Regions from separate parts of the Mus musculus genome. Here region 1 is linked to region 2. The links are chromatin contacts, called in public HiChIP or PLAC-seq maps. All regions are on one chromosome and are shown on one strand. The core of a region is the stretch at or near the end of the contact, and the rest is flanking DNA. Distances in the headings are between cores, read along the strand shown. Region 1 has its middle 9.6 kb from the start of Gm20110. Region 2 overlaps Gm34983 (a long non-coding RNA gene).

Evidence for each region. HiChIP or PLAC-seq counts read pairs in DNA pulled down with a chosen protein or histone mark.
Region 1: an H3K27ac HiChIP or PLAC-seq map of microglia shows a contact between it and region 2, with 3 times the contacts expected there. The contact joins two enhancer-like sites. A contact is called at or near these places in 4 of 484 Hi-C or Micro-C datasets (the 63-12 cell line, LSK cells, Th1 cells and 1 more) and 5 of 115 datasets of contacts at active chromatin or transcription factors (the HPC-7 cell line, large pre-B cells, memory CD8 T cells and 1 more).

What each region holds. Positions count from the first base shown.
Region 1 is chr10:99,598,217-99,600,916 of GRCm38.p6, forward strand. No RefSeq gene overlaps it. Among named protein-coding and RNA genes, the nearest start is that of Gm20110, 9.6 kb to the right of the region's middle. Within about 2 kb of position 1,340, at least 65 of the 459 cell types and tissues checked have an H3K27ac peak or open chromatin away from gene starts, as enhancers often do. A contact at or near this core is called in microglia, where this site is marked.
Region 2 is chr10:99,466,342-99,469,041 of GRCm38.p6, forward strand. All of the region lies in intron 1 of Gm34983 (a long non-coding RNA gene), which reads left to right. Among named protein-coding and RNA genes, the nearest start is that of Gm35035, 7.0 kb to the left of the region's middle. Within about 2 kb of position 1,385, at least 71 of the 459 cell types and tissues checked have an H3K27ac peak or open chromatin away from gene starts, as enhancers often do. A contact at or near this core is called in microglia, where this site is marked.

The sequences.
Region 1 (2,700 bases), core at 90-2,589, 130 kb after region 2:
CAGAATGTGTAGCCCAGATTAAAGGTGTGTTCCACCACACCTTTAATCCCAGATGACCTTGAACTCGGAGATTTAATCTTCTGGGATCTGTAGCCACTATGCCTCAAGGTCTCCATACCAAGATCCAGATCAGAAACTTCTATCTCCCAGCCTCCAGATAAGGGTCACTGGTGAGCCTTCCAATTCTGGATTGTAGTTCATTCCAAATATAGTTAAGTTGACAACCAGGAATAGCCACTACTGGAGGAAAGGGTTTATTCAGTTTATACTTCCACACTGCTGTTCATCACCAAAGAAAGTCAGGACAGGAACTCACACAGGGCAGGAACTTGGAGGCAGAATCAGAGGCCATGGAGGGATGTTTCTTACTGGCTTGCTCAGCTTGCTTTCTTATAGAATCCAGGACCATCAGCCCAGGGATGGCACCACCCACTGTGGACCCTCCCACGCTTGATTACTAATTGAGAAAATGCCTTACAGCTGGATCTCATGGAGGCATTTCCTCAAGGGAGGCTCCTTTCGCTGTGATAACTCCAGCTTTCTCAGGTTGACACACAAAACCAGCCAATACAGTATGTCACTAGCTTTAGGTGCTCAAGCCAGGCCCTATGTCACTCTCTGTTCACGCTGACTTTGAATACAGATGTAGAACTCTCACCCACTTCCTCAGCACTGTGTCTGCCTGCATGCTGCCATGCTTCCTGCCATGATGACAATGGACTAAACTTCTGAAAAGTAAGCCAGCCCCAATGACATGTTTTCCTTTATAAGAGTTGCTGTGGTCATAGTGTCTCTTCACAGAAATAGAAACCCTAATACAATGACCATACGGATGCCTTGCAACTTAATGGAACTCCAGGGATAGGCAGGCAAATCAACAGATTTTTAAAATTTAATTCACCCTTTCATAAATTATAGGCATGTTAAAACTTAGCAGAGATATCAGATAGGTTAAGATGATGTATTAATATTAGGTCACAACAAACATGTGGGAGGATTCTTTACTCACAAAATGAAGAACAAACATTTCCTGGAATACATTTTACACACACACACACACACACACACACACACACACACACACACACACACGAAGCCATCAAAGAATAGAACTTTAGAAGACCAGTATCCCATAAGGTAAAGAGTATTTTCCTCTCAAATTCCTTTTTACGAATGTCAAAGATATACCAGTAAACAGAGGCTCACAAGAAAACACATTAACTGGCCCTTCTCTTTCTAAACATGACTATCGCTTACTAAAGACAGTGGTATTGAGCAGAGCCATGACAGCTCCTTTGAGAGATTATAAGCACCATTGTAGTTTTAAAGGAGCACAGATGGGTGTTGGGAGCCGCCCCCACATTCGCCGTCACAAGATGGCGTTGACATCCTGTGTTCTAAGTGGTAAACAAATAATCTGCGCATGTGCCAAGGGTATTTACGACTACTTGTACTCTGCTTTTCCCGTGAACGTCAGCTCGGCCATGGGCTGCAGCCAATCAGGGAGTGATGCGTCCTAAGTGAAGGGTCACTCCTCCTTAAAGGGGACGGGGTTTTCCGCCATTCTCTCTCGCTGGCATCTCTCTGGCTCTGCGCGCCCTGCGCTCGCTCGCTGCCTAAAGATGTAAACAATAGAGCACGCTCTGCGCTTTGGCGCGCCGGAGCTCTGGCTCCTAAAAATTATTTGGAGGGGCTTTCGTTTTTGGGGCTGGGCGCTGGGCGCTTGCTCTCCTGGCTCCCAAAGATGTAAGCAATAAAGTTTTGCCGCAGAAGATTCTGGTCTGTTGCATCTTTCCTGGCCGGGCGTGAGAACGCGTCTAATAACAGATGGGTTTGCCTAGCATTTTGGGGGGCTCTGTGTTCAATTTGGAGGCACTCTGTTCTTGTGAGTCTTGGCTGGGTAGATCCAAATGAACATTTGAACATGATTGCGATTCCTCAGCAAGGGTCCCTAAAGTTAATTGCCTTTTCTTATGTCTCTAATAGACAGAACTGACCTTTGTGCCGGTTTCTGTTTGGGACTCAAGAAAGCAAAGGAAGGCTTACAAATCTGTTGTATTCACAGGAGAGAAGGGAATGCCGCGCTTTCCTTGGAATCCCTCCTCACATTGGATGTACTAGTTTAATTGAGCCAAGACTCAGTGATTTTTGGCAAGTTAAAAATATATATCCAATTTGTCTGTGAGGAAGAGCTGAGGGTAGCCCTGAAATTAGCAGTGATACCCAGGCATGGTGAATCTAAGTATGTGCATGTCAGGGCCTGTATTTTAATGCCATATTCCCATTATTCTTGAGAGACAAGTAATGTCATCAAATAAATAGTGCAGAGTATCTCTGAGTGTTATTTTACAAATGGGAAAACTGAGAATCAAGAACATTATCTAACCTGCTGTTGTCACCGGGTCTTTAGATTAAATCAAGTTTCTTTTCACCTAAACCTATGCTCTTCTCTCTTTTAAATCTCTCACACGCCTAGGGTGACAGTGCAAACCGGAGAGGGTCCCAGATTACATTTTAAAGCTCAAGTGCTTGCCCTGGCCGCACTTGCCATATAGCTGACTCAACTTCCCCCAAACAAGATTTTTCGTGTATCTAAAATAAGGCAATGAGATTTGTCTTATTGTTCTATTTCTGTGAAGAGAGACTGTAACCAAGGCAAGTTTTAAAAATGGCATTTAATAAGGGGCAGGGGCTTGGTTA
Region 2 (2,700 bases), core at 135-2,634:
CCCTTGCAAGAACAGGTGTTGCTTCTTCCCAATTGCTTTCCTAACATGCTGTTAAAAGGGAGGAACTTCTTCTTCTTCCTCCTCCTCCTCCTCCTCCTCCTCCTCCTCCTCCTCCTCCTCCTCCTCCTCCTCCTCCTCCTCCTCCTCCTCCTCCTCCTCCTCTTCTTCTTCTTCTTCTTCTTCTTCTTCTTCTTCTTCTTCTTCTTTCTTCTTCCTTTTATTAGCTCTGGGGATTTTGGATAAATTCGTGGTTCTCTTCTCATCTGCCCCAAGCTTCTTGGGATTAAAATTCTCATCTCGTTTTGTCTCCTGTCCTCAGGATCTGACATGGGACTCCATCACTCCACTGATGTCTGTTGTATTTTCCTTTACTTGAGGCAGGGATGAAGGTCATGGCTGGAGGGAAGTCAATCTTTAATGATTGGGTTGGAAGTGAAGGGGGTTGTACTGAATTTGTATAGACAGGAAATAAAACAGGTCTACCTGGTAGGAGTCAGACCCAGAAGTTTCTCTATGGTGTGCTACTGAAGAGGCAGAGGCCAAAGTCCAAGGACTAGCCCACTGGGAAAACAAATAAGAGAGCCAGACTGTGCCTGCACTAGCTTATGCATATTTGGGGGCTGGGAACAGTTGGGTGATTTCTGTTAGTGATGGGCGCTAGAGCCACCTGTGTAGTCACTAGTAATACTGTGCACCTCAGAACTTCTGATGATGCTTTCTGAGTGCCCTCTCTCTCTCTCTCTCCTTTTTTTCTTCAGAGTTCCATATACCCCAGGCTCATTCCTCAAAAAAGCATCTTGAGGAACCATACATTTAGCGACTCACTGTTTGGGAGATCATCCTGTCTTCCATTTTCTTCTCCCCGTAATTAGAGTCATGGAGGTGATGGTACAGTTTTGGGTCAGGGTCTCTCGCTCTTTCCTACTGCAGAAGATGTGTTTAGCTGAGATCTGGGGTGCCTGAGGTCCCTCTTTGCCTTCCTTCTTCTCCTTGGTTAAGTCATAACCACCTTGCCCAGCAAATGCTAAGTCATCTCCCTTGGCTTTCACTGGCTCAGGAAATAGAAACTTAATTCTGATCTCAGCGAATCCTAACTTGATTAGGAAATGAGAGAGGAGGTACGAAGGAGATGGAAGTGTGAAGTTCCTGCCAGACCAAACACAGTCTAATATTCTACCAGTTGCCTCCCGTTTGGTTTATTTCTGTAGCGAATGCCTGGCTCATCAGGATGCTAAAAGTAAAAGCACCGACTCCCAGGACCAGCAAGCTGACGTCTCTGCTGCGAGGATGTGGACTTGGCTTCCATCTCTCAGTGTTTCTGCTTCACTGGAACAAGGAAACAGAGGGCTTTGACTTTGTTTTCTGGTGTCCATTTGCCTCGCCCCTTTTTCTTCCTTCCTTTCTTACACAATACAAGTGACCAAAGCCTTTCCCCTTTCACCACTGTACGGATGTAGTGTCAAGATAAAGAAAAACTATTTTCTCCCCAGCTTTGAGAGTAGGGAGGGATATTAGTTGTTGAGCTTCATAGAAAGTTACTGATTCGGGATTCTTTGGATTTTACAACACAATGGACCAGGGAAGAAGAGAGGCTCTTCATGTTGATTTGAATTGCTCTTTCAATAGGCAACTACCGGACCAACTAAGAAGTAGCAGTTTTGACTTATTTAGGGTTGTGTAAACAAGATTATAAGTGTGCTCTTTTAGGTCAGATTCACGGAGGATTTATAAATGCAGAATGCTGGAAGTGAGACCTGGAGAGCTACAGCAAGCAGTACAGAGATAGGAAACAGGACATTCTTAGGGTCGACCAGACAGACTCAGTATGATCTGCCACATTTACCAGAGTTCTAAAAAGCCCTGCTCTCCAGTATACAACCAGACTTGACCTCCAAATCTGAGTCCATGAGAGTGTGTTTGTAACATTCTGGGGAATTGGAGAAGTTCAGGCCTACCCACATCATCTTAGCTACAATGTAATATTTATGAAGTTTGCCATATTAGATTTCATGAAGAGGTGAAGTTATTATAAGAATTCTAAATGATCTCAATTAATTTATAATTAGAGCCTGAAGAGGAGCCAGAAAGCGTATGAACTCAAGTTTTAGAAGAACTGAACTTTAATATACTTCTCTGTTCTACCTTCTCCTCCACCTTATATAACATTGTGTGATTGACTCATTCACCCCGTCTCCCTCCTACTTCCACCAAGTTATCAAGGTAAATTCTCAGTAGTGGCTCAGACATTTCTAGACAGGTCATAGCTGTCTAGATAGGTTTTGTTTACATCTACAATGTTTAAAACTTTTCCAATTTATTTTTACATTATCATAAAAAAACCAAAACAACAAACAACAACAACAACAACACCCTATGTTTTTTGACCTCTGTTGTAAAAGGAAGAACTGTTCAGCTAGACCTGTAAATTTCATGGAGTAACCCTCCATCTCATTCCCAAGAGCTGTGAACTACATATAGACTTTGTCACAGCTCCTACTATCCTCTAGTGTCTCCTTGACACTGGTGCTGGGTTGACTTTTATGATCAAACTGGACTATTGTGCCAAATTGTAGGATAAAACCTGGACTTTTTCCAAGTAATGAAAAACAGATGGGGATGTATGTATCTTATTCCATGAAAGGGAGAAGTTGAATCTACTACTTATAAATACAAACTCAATTCTCAAAGATTTAAGCTGTG